Regions from separate parts of the Anser cygnoides genome. Here region 2 is linked to region 1. A link is a contact called in public Hi-C data. All regions are on one chromosome and are shown on one strand. The core of a region is the stretch at or near the end of the contact, and the rest is flanking DNA. Distances in the headings are between cores, read along the strand shown.

Evidence for each region. A called contact is a pair of places that touch in the nucleus more often than the background predicts.
Region 2: a contact with region 1 is called in a Hi-C map of liver, with 6 times the contacts expected there. The contact joins the promoter of BAZ1A here to the promoter of C5H11orf24 in region 1. A contact is called at or near these places in 2 of 7 Hi-C or Micro-C datasets (both in liver).

Annotation. Positions count from the first base shown.
Region 1 is chr5:39,851,903-39,857,453 of Taihu_goose_T2T_genome, reverse strand. It overlaps C5H11orf24 (chromosome 5 C11orf24 homolog), which reads left to right and starts at 2,522. Exons shown (of 7, transcript XM_066997965.1): 1 at 2,522-2,638; 2 at 3,652-3,774; 3 at 4,882-4,986.
Region 2 is chr5:40,198,274-40,203,803 of Taihu_goose_T2T_genome, reverse strand. BAZ1A (bromodomain adjacent to zinc finger domain 1A) reads left to right here and starts at 3,614. Exons shown (of 27, transcript XM_048059739.2): 1 at 3,614-3,914; 2 at 4,599-4,749. The coding sequence starts at 4,637.

The sequences.
Region 1 (5,551 bases), core at 1,273-3,772:
GGAAAAAAAAAACGATAGCAGGCTAAATAGGTTCTTGACTTAATTTGATTGGAGTTATACCAGAGGTGAATATGGCCCAGAACAAGTTAAACTCTGGTGCAGGAGCCACACAGAGAGTTGGAAGGATGATCCTTGTGCCTCTAGAGGGACTACTCTCCCCCAGCAGACCATAAGCTTGTCTTGGCACTGCTCTAAAAGGGACTTTACAGTGTAGGGTAGGCAGGTTCAACCTTCCACCTGTTTGAAGAGATGTAGGTCCACTCCTTCTTAGATGTAGAAAGAGATGAAGGACTATTCTTTGCATTGCCTCAACTGGCTAAGTTTATTTGAGCAGTCCAAAAGAGCAAATATTTGCTATCCCAACCACCATCTGTTCTGGAAAGGAGACTATTTTTTAAACACAGACCTGCCTTTTGTTCTCTAGCTGTCAGCACAAAACCCTGCATGGGTTAATGTCTGGAACAGAGCTCGACTGTACTGGAGCCACTTGTGCTTGAACTAATATCCTAAAATCTCCTTTACTGCACCTCCAGCCCAATCCCCTTTGATGCCATTTCATTACATCCCATAATCTCTACTCTCTCAACAACCTCAAATAAATACAAACCAACTGAAAGATAAACAGTGGCTTAGACCTCATTTATATTCTATGAAAACCTCCTATTGCCTGCATGTCTTAGCACCCCAGCTTTTCACATGAGGCGTGTAAAGTTGCAAAGATCTTTAAACACCTTTCAAAACGATGTCCTCTGGGGGCCTGAACAGCAGATGTTCCCCGTGCATCACAGGGAGAGAGGTGAACAGGGCACGTTTATGATATCACGTTCTCTTTGTTTAGGTGATCACGGCTTTACTTTAGTACCTTTATTTTCCCATTCTGCATCTGGGCTTCTCCGTGTGCATTTTCATTTATTTTTTTTTCTCCTGAGACTGCTTAAGAAATGTGCTTGTTCCCCACCATACCAACCCAAGGGGTGTGAGCCCTCCTGCTTCATATTATTTGCTCCATCTTTGCACTTGATCCTGTCAGATTTCCTTTTTCTACAGCACACAGTCCTTCCCCCATTTTCAACCGTCTCTTCTAATTCTCCTGGATAGCAGAGGTTCTTCCTCCCTTTCTCCTTCTCTGGAAAGGAGGGGAGGGAGCATTTCAGTAGATGTCAGTATCTTACATGAAAGATGGAATGATACATCTACACAACAGATGCAGGCAGACACGCTTTGAGTCCTTAATGTGGAGCTCTGTCTGGCTCTGCATTTTGTCTACTTTTAATTATCTGATGGACTAGGGTATAAATTCCTCCTCCTCATTGCTCATTTCTAAAAGCAAATTTCTGTGTTCTAAAATTACATCAGCATGTGTGAATGATTTCAGCATCGCTTTCATCTATGGCCAGATTAGCAGTAGCAGCTCAGATCCTACTTGAGGTAGCAAAAGCTCCTGTTTCACCTGTTCAATGTCACAAACACTATATAAAGCATCTCACAATACGGGCTATGCCTGTACGCACAATGTTGTCACCTGCACTTTTTTTTTTTTTTAAGACTCTTCTCTGGGCCATCTGGAAATAACCCAAACGTGCTGAATGTGTACTTGATCTAAAATGGGCGCTTACAGCTTAAAGGAAGTTCTGCTCCTTCTGTCGTTTTGTGGAGCTGGCTGCATGTTGCAGAATGCTGCTCCGGCACACCTATTTAATATGTATCTGTACGTACTGGTACACACTGCAGTGTGTAAATGCTTCAAAGTTCCACTGCTGCTAGGGTTTCCCCTGATAACACACCAAAGCAGCTGCAGACTGGCGTTGTGCAAACCTTTGGCGTTGACAGAAACACTAAAAACGGCAAAATAACCATTTATTATTGCAGGATGTGTGTTACTGAGATGTGGGTAACAAGGAGCTGTTAGCCTGAGCATGTTTCTATCTAGTTTTTCCTTTCGGAGACAGTTGTGAGTCTTACACAACCAGCCCAGCCGCCCTTCCTTTACTCAACACAAAGCCTCCTGTAATGTTTGCTTGCAGAAAACGTGGGGGAGGCGTATTGGTAATGAATTTAGAACACCGAAAGATGCTTCTGCAGCCGCCCCCCAGCTTGCAGCAGGGGTTTTCACACTGGAAGAAAATTGCCCCTTTGGCTGCAACTCCTCAGCCAAGAGCGGGCCAGGGTACAAGCCTGACCTCCACAAAACAGGCACGCCTTAACGTGTGGTGCGCATCTGGGGGTAATTTACACGTGCTGAGAGGAAAGGGGCGTCTGTGGCCCTGCCCGGTGCGCAAATAGGAGCCGGGCAGGAGGAGAAACGACGCTCACGCAGAGGGCGGAGGGACACGACCACGCTCCTCCAGGCCCCTCCGCCCTCCACTGGGCACAGCCCCCGCGCAACGCTATTTCCGCCCTCCCCTCGCCGTTTCCGGGGTGACAGGAGAGAAGGGGGGCGTGGCTGGGGGCGTGGCCGAGGCGGGAGGAGGCGGGGCGATCTGCGGGCGGGCCAATGGGGAGCGGCGATGGGCGGGAGGGGCGGGGCGAGGCGGCGGCACGTGGCGGGGCGCGGCGCCGCCCGGTTCCGCTCCTGCCCCGCGGGGGTCGCGCCGGTACCGGGCGTGCGGCCGCCGCCTGCGCCCCGCTCAGCGCCGCGGTAAGCGCCCCGCTGCGGGCTGACAGTGCCGGGGGGGGGGGCGGTAGGCTCGGTGCGGGCACGGGGGAGCGGAGCGGGGCCCGGCGGGGCACCGGGAGGGGGCGGGCAGCCGTACCGGGAGGGCTCCGCCGGGTCGTCCCCTCCCCCAGCTCCCGGTTGCCCCCGGTCCTGGTTCCCCACTCCTCTCCCTTCCCCCGTCTCCTTCCCTTCCCGGTCTCGGTTCCCCTCTCCTATCTTCCTCCCCGGTCCCGGCTCTTCCTCCCCAGCCCTTGTCTCGGTCCCGGTCCCGGTCCCGTTCCCAGCTGCGGAGGGTAACGGGGAGCACCCGGTGCCGCTGCATGCCCCATACCGGGAGGTGACCAGCCCCCCGTGATCCTCAGGAGACCTGTTTTTTTTTTTGGGGGGGTGGGGTGGGTTGGGGATGTTCTGAAAAGCCCCCCCCGGTGCCCGCGGGGTGCCCGGTGGGCGTCGTGGCAGGGGGTCTGTCGTGGGGCTGGGGTCTGAAGTTGTGCAGCGGAGAAACCGTGGGGTGGGAGGAGCGCCGTGTGGGTAGCGCGTGTTCAATAACCCTGACTGCACCCCAGAGCTACCGGCGGCGTTCCGTGCAGCTCCTTTTATTTCCCTATGGACCCCTTCAAAGACGCGGGGTCTGCGGCACTTCCTGGCGGTGTCACAGGCACGCACAAAAAGTCTGGTGTCTGAATAAGCGATGGAGGCTGCATGAAATGCAGATTGCCTTTGTAAGTGGCTTTCCGCTTCACGTGGAGGAATGAAATGTTTTTCATCCTGTGCCCCATCGTTTACCCCAAGTAAATGTTTTCAGTAGGTTTAACTGTACCCTGGGCGATGTTAGCACACTGCCATGAGACAGTAAGAAGAACAAATCCTGTTCTTTGACCGGGCTCTTAAAGACAGTATCCTCTGGGGATGTCCTGTTCCAGTGGTTCTTGCCCTGGTGGGTTTAGTGAATCCCTTAACTCGCCTCTCTGCTGCCTCCAAACTTTGTCTTGTAGGACTGGCAAAGAAAAATCCCGTGTCAGGATCCTATTGAGTACGGTGCCTTGGCATCCCGTGTGTTAGCTGAATGAATCCCTGCCGGGCTTGGTCATGCGACAGCACTCCTGCTTCCCGATAAAGTGAGTTAACCGACTGCTTGCCTAAGGAGCCACCATGGGAACGCTGACCCTCCCTGCCTGGAGCTAATCCGCGGCCTTGCTGATCGAAGTGAACTCCCTGATACTGAGTATTTGGTGCCCTTTAGGCCTCTGAGGGTTTGTGGCTGATCAGTAGCTTTGAAAACTGGGCTCTAAGATGCATGTTGATGTTTCTCTCTCTCAAAAGTGCATGTATTTCTGTATTAATCTTACTTACCTATCATAATGATCCACTACTGTATGTGTTAATGCAGTCCATTACATGGCAATGGGTAATTTAGAAAGGATCTGTCCATTTTTATTATCTTTATAATGGGTTAATGCACTTGCTGTGCGTGTTTGCTGCTTGGTTCTAGTTTAAATACTTTATATGCTTGTATATGCACATATCCTTTTTTGTACTTCCTTGGGGAAAAGTTTGGACTACGGGCCTCTTAACGTGTAGCTGCAGACATCTTTATTTTTTTGTTTTAGCTGTAAATTCCCTGCTGGGTTTATAAAATCATCTGCCAGAAAACAGGCCTTGCATCTGGCTATCTGCTATTGAAATTCTAATTGGAGCCTCTGTGCAACCTGCAGCCCCAGCCTCCTAAACGGAGTCTCCTGGTGCAGACTTATCAGAGGCGATGGAAATAATTTGCAAGCGAAATTTCAAGCTTCAGTGATGAAAAATGCCCATGCTGAAGGCCTGATAATGTGCTTAAAGGCTCTGGCTGCATACCCTGGATTACAGGGTAGGTGCTTGTTTAAATGTGGTAGCTGACTTATCAGGGTATATGACTGACTAAATTTTCAAGGGACAACGTTGCAGGGATATTAAAGAGCGGAGACGTTTGTTTTAAGCAGTGCGTGCTGGAAACATCCAAAACTTTGCCTGAAGAAACTGCGCAGAATTGATTTGCATCAAGTTTCTTGTCTTGCTGTGTTTTTTTTTAAAGGCTTGGGTAAAACTTTTCTCCGTGAGGCTTTTAGTGCACGCTTCCGCTGACAGCTGCCTGTGCTCTGATGCATAGCATTAACCTAGCATGTGTTCTGGGTAGCGTTATCTGTGCTTGAACCACAGTTTTATAAATCGAAAGCACCATAAAGCAGGTCCAGCCGGAGTTTATGCCAGCATGCTGAAGTGAAAAATGATGAGGAAGCAGGAGGAATGAACTTGTTACTCAGCTGTGCACCCACAAACCAGAGGAGCGGGTGCGTTGTTTTTGCTGCTTCATCTTGGTTGGTGTGTGTGCTCTAGGCGTGGAGTGGTGCTGTACTGTTCAGAGCGGTTGCATCAATGGGTGGGTGTCTTGCACGTGTTTCTTTCCCGGTCCCAATCTCCATATGGAGATCTTTGACATTGCCTGCGTGGGTGTGGGGAACAGCCATGCTCAAATCCTTCTGCTCTGACCTGTTTCTGGCTTGGAGGCCTGCTCTTGGAGCTGGACCCCACACGTAAGCATGTTCAGACACTGCTCGTGTCTGGTTTAATTTATCCTTCCCCTTTAATTGGTACTTTACATTTGATACACGCTCCTAATAGCAAGAACAATTATGCAATAGGAAAGCTGAAGGAAAAAGCAGACGATTCACCAATGCTTGCGTGCAGATCCTCAGCTGCAGTGAATTGTTACAGCTGCCTTGCAGAGCAGTGGCAATCCACACCAGCTGACTGTTTGTCCTTTGAAGTGCTTAAATCAAGATCAGATGCCTTTCTGAAAGATGTTCATGGTATTAACACGTAGCTGGTGCAAAGTTCATTTGTGTGGTAGGTGAG
Region 2 (5,530 bases), core at 2,365-4,864, 350 kb before region 1:
AGACTCTGGTCATGACTTATTGCCCTCTATTCTGTTATATTAAGTGTGATGTCTGTGTTAAGACTATTATGGAACTAAAAAAAAAAAAAAGTGACTATACCAAAAAGTCACTGACCATAGGGATTGATTCTTTATCTCCTCCTTTGTGTCTCACATTGAACACAAACAGTAGCTGCAGAATAAGGAACCTGCTCTCCTTGTGATTACAGAACTGCTTTAAAAGTTTGTTGAAATGCAACTGAGCTAGAATGAAAGAAAAATGAGATCTGTTGTAAAGAATTATCTGCGTATCTCTTCCTTTTTTGACTGAAATATGTTATTTATAAGCGAGTAAGTTATTAAAAACTGAGCATAGTTCCTTACAGCCAGCAAAAGACAATAGACCAAATGTTACTGTTACACACAGCTGGAGTGTATTGATAAAACCAGCACATTGTCTTTCCTCACATAGTTTAAAGTCTAAATAAAGATATATGATCAAAAGAGTAAATGCTCAGCAAGGTTGTGGAGAAAGGGCAAAAGGTGAAAAAAGCTGTATCAGTACGTTGTAAAACGCACAATCAGATAAATAAGGTGTTATTGCTGGGTGCATTAAGCTTTAAAAAAAGTGATCTATGGTTTGCTTGTGTTATGGAAAGGAAAGATTTCCAAAACTGCATTTGGAAAGAAAAAGGGTGCTGCTATCCCAAGAAAATCTATTCAGTGCATTAAAACTGAGATGATCTCAAGTATATGTTATAGTTTTCTTCTTTTTTATACACTTGTCAATGCAGAAAAATATAGAGATTGTTGATGTTATAACTGTTGTTTGACTGAACAACTCACTAGTAATATATTACTTCAACAAATATATTCATTTTTCAAGTTTATCTTTTCAACCACGTTTTTTTACAAAAAATAGAGTTGAGAACCTAGAGTCTCTTTCGAAGTCCAGTGAAATTCTATATGAAGAAGTGAGTCCAATTAATTTTTATTTTTTCTGGCTTCAGCCAAAACCTGAAAGAACAAAGTGGCAACTTTTGGGAAGAAGATGAACAAAAAAAGATGAACAAAATGAATCAAAACTATAAGTGATGTGCTAAAAAATTCCAAACTAAATTATTACAAAGCAAGTGGCTAAACAGACTCTGAGGATAAAACTCTCTGAGTTGTGTGATACTACAGGTAAAACAGGTTGGGTCAAAGTTTTATTTTTGCATGGTTCCAAGTATATGATTTGGCTAAATATTAGTTACTCTAATATAAAGTCAGGTGTCATTTTAGAGTGGCAAGACTATACTAAAATAATTCCATGTATTGCACTTGTTCCAGAATAACAAGAGTCACATATGGAACTATTTGGTAACGGTTGATGGGAACAGGTATTTTGGAGTATCTCTGTGTAAATCAGTTCTTGGTAGCTTAAGGACAGGAAGAAATAGAATAGGACGAGGAGAAAAACAAATCTCTGATATAGCAAATGAAAAGAAATAAAAAACTAGCAAAATTGTGGGGAGCTTTGAAGGACCAGCTGAGGGATTTGCCAGCACTGTCCCTAGGAAATTGTCCTACTGCTGTAAAGCATGGAGACCAAGTGTTTTGTAAGATTTTATCTTCCCAGTACAACTATTTTTAAAGTTCTATGAATGAGAACTGCAACCTCAGTCACTGGCAAAGGAACTCCATCTAGTATAGCTGTTAGTGTACAACAACATCTTTTAAAAACAAACCAACTTATTTTTTTGCCCTTCTGTGGTAAAATCCACATCAACAACCCTGTTCTTGTGTCTTGAATCAAAACTATACTTTCAGTGATGTCCTAAAAAAAATCCAACCCAAATCAGTACAAAAATTGAATACAGTGTAAAAACACAAGAAATATTCTCATGAAAGGAACATTTTTCAGATTTCTCAGAATTAATTTCCACTGAAATCTCAATGTCCCCTTAGTAGATGTTATCCTGTGTTGTAAAAAATTATCTTAGTTCCTTCTGACCTTACTGGGAGCAGAATCAGAGTCTGAATTAGTGGTTTTTAAAGAACAGAGCTGGATTCAGAGGTGAAAACTGAACTGTTCCTCTGTATCCTAAGAATATCAAACCCTAGCGCAGCCCTATTACTTAGTGAGGATCTGTTCAGTGGAAAAATCACTGAGGGAATAATGAGGGGGGAAGAACAAGAGAGGGAGGAAAAGATGAGAAGAAAAGAGAAAGAGGGCAAGAGAGAGCAAAAAGGAAAAGGGGATTTGCTTTTGATGTCACAGTTCTATCAACTCATGCATTTTTCATGGACACCAACTAATTCTGAAATAATGCTGTGCTGACAATCCGCACACACACACACACACACACACAGCCAAGCTCCCAAATATCATGATACTGGCTTAGAAAGGATGAGATTCACAAAAATTATAAACTCAAGACTTTTATTTCCCTAGTAATTTGTGAACCTTTTGAGATCACATATTCAGGCTCTTCTCTCAAACTTGAGATTTAGAAATGTAATTATTTGTAGGGGAAGCTGAGGCTCCAATTTAATCACATCTGCTGAAGAGCCAGAGCTTAAAACAAAGCTAAGTGTTGCAAAATCTCACTGTAATCATAAGAGTTGCCAACACTAAATGTCATAACCGTGGCAAACTGTACGGTTTTGATGCAAACCTAAAATTTATGAAATGTTGGAGGCATTAAAAGTGCATTAACTGAAGTTGCACTCGTGCCCTTTGGTAGAAATTAATTAAAAACTGAAAGTGAAGCCAACTGGCAAATGAAAATAAGTTGGTAGGACTCAGAGGTAACCTGTTTTGCAGTTCAACCTTCAGATTTTGTAAACTGAACTAGAAGGGAGCACTGGCATTTCTCGGTGCTTTTGATTAAGACCTGATCACTTTTTAAACAAAGTAATTCACGAATTCGAGTGTAAACATTCTTCTAGGTTTTAGTCATCCGGGCTGCCGCAGCGCTGCTCGTTGCTTTTACTTGCAGTGCTAATGAAAAACAACCTATGCACAGGTGCAGGAAACAGCACAGGATCTTTATTTGCCCGAACAGAATTTCAGGTCGTAAACTTGTATCTTTGTGTCAGCCTTCAGATACCAGTCACCTAAGTCGTCCTGTGGGGTTTTTACAATTGTGCAGTACGTTTTCATGTACGCTCTGGACCTTGCACTGTTGAACTGCGATGGATGGGGACCTCCTTCTGTGTTTTTATGTCTTTAAGCCGGCTGGCACTTAAGAGAACACAATTAGATTAGCATCCCACTCTTAATCACCCACGGCACGGTGAGCGCGCCGGGGTAAGAAATAATAAAAGCGGTGAAAAATTAGTTCACTGGCAGAACAATATCCTGACGCTGGCGATTAACCGGAGGGGGGGAGGCAAGGCAGCGGCGGGCAGGGCCCCATCTGACACGTTCGCAACCTGGCCGAGGGCAAAACCCTGCCCTCGCCGCCCCGGGCCGGCCGGCGGGGAGCCGCTGGCGGGGCGCTCCCGGGGGCCGGGCCGGGCTCGGGGGAGCCCCTCGGTATCCGCAGCCCGGCCCGGCGGCGGGGGCAGCGGGCTCCGGTGCCCGGTTGCCGGTGCCCGGGGTGCCGCCGCCTCAGCGCAGCCCGGCCGGCCGGGCCTCCTCCCCCCCCCGCTCGGCGCGCCGCAGATCGCAGGCTGATAATTCGAAAATGGAGGATGAGCCCTCTCAGCCATTAATTAATAATGTAGCTCGCTGTCTTCCTGTGTGACACACGCTGGAAGGCACCGAGCGGCCAATAAAGATGTAGGGGAGAGAAGTGGAAGGCTCCTCCCCGCCGCTCTTCCTGATTGAGGGCTCGGAGAAGTAGATCAAAAACTTCCCGGGAGCTGGGGCCGGGGGGGGGGCAGCGAGAAGGGACGAGCGGAGGGCGCCGCGTTTCGCACCCCGGGGCGGCTCGGGGCAGCACCAGGTAGGCGGCAGGGGGGGAGCGGAGCCCCGAGCCCCCCGCGGCGGCGGGGCCGGAGGGCGGGGAGCCCCCCGAGCCGTGCCGAGCCGTGCCGGGGGGGGGGCGGGCGAGGACCCCGCTAGGGCAGCGGGCCGGCAGGAAGCGAAGGAGGGCGATAAGCGGTCGCTGCGGGCAGGAGGAGGAGGAGTGGAAGTTGGCGTCCGGGCCGGCGTGCGCGGCTCAGAGGCGGGGAAGGGGTGACCCGGGGGCGGCGGGGGGGCGGCGGAGACAAAGCGCGGCGGCGGCGGCCGGGGCCGGGGTATCCCCGCGCCGAGCACGTTGTGTGCGGCCGGGGCCGGGGCCGCGGCCGGGGCGGGGTGGGCCGGGGGGGCGCCGCCCCCGCCCGGCGTTCGGCGTCATGGCCCCATTGTGAGGCTGCGGGAGGAGGCGGGGGAGGAAGGAGCCGCCGTTCGCTCCCCGCGCAGTCCCAGGCAGGCAGCGGCGTGTCAGGCACACAAAAGGCTGCCGCCGCCGCGCCGCCCGAGCCCGCCGTGCCGTGCCGCCGCGCTCCGCCGCTCCTTCCCCGGCCCCCCCGGGGGGAGGGACACGCCGGGCCCGCTCCCTCCTCCCCGGGCCGGGGGCGCCGCCGCCCGCCCGCACTCACTGCCCGCCTTCCCTCCGTGTTTTTTTTTTCCCTCCGGTTCGAAGCGGGTCCCGGGGCAGGAAGGAGACGACGGAGCGGGGCGATGCCGCTGCTGCACCGCAAGCCCTTCGTGAGGGAGAAGCCCCCCGCCGACCTGCGGCCGGACGAGCGCGTTTTCCACTGCAGGGTCACCAACGAGATCTTCAGGGACTACGAGTAAGCCGCGGCCCCTTTTCCCCGGACCCCCCCCCCGCGCCCTTCCGCCGGCGGCGCGAGGCAGGAGCGGTTGGAGCCCCCAACGGCTGACACCTGGGCGGGGAGGCGGGGGGAGGCGGCCGGGGGATTCCCCGGCAGCGCCGCGGGGAGCCCGGCGGGGCGGAGGGGAGGTGGCGGCGGTGCCGGTGGTGGCGGCGGGGGGGGGGGGGGCTGGCGCCGAGCCCGTGCCCCGCCGAGGGGTGGGGGGAGAGGGCGGATCTCCCGGCCTGGGCAGGGGGAATCCCTGCCCGCCTTCCCCTCCTGGCGGGGGGATCCCGCCGGCCCCCTCCTCCTCCCGCTGCCGCCGCCGCCGCCGCGGGGCAGGGGGCGCCGGCTCCTGCACACCCCCGCGAGGAAGTGAAAGTTGCGGCCGCGGGAGGCGGCGGGCGGTGCGAGCCCCGGCCCCTGCCCCTGCCCCGCCGCATGTCGCTAGGCCGGGACGCGCCGCCAACGGCCGCCGGGCCGGGCCCGGGCTGCACAACGGCGGCGGCCGCCCCGGCGTGCGGGGCCCTTGGGCACCATTGTTGTGGGAGCGCCCGGCCCGGCTCGGCTCGGCCCGGCTCCCGGCCGGCCCCTGGCCGCCGCGCTTAACTCCTTGTTCCCGGCGGCCTCTCCCGGGCCGGGGTGTCAGAGCCGCCGCCGCCGCGCCGCCCATGGCCGCGCTCGCCCCGCCCTCCGCCGGCCGCGGGCCCGGGAGCCGTTGCCCGGCCCGGCTGGAAATGGCTCGGCCGCCCCGGGAGGG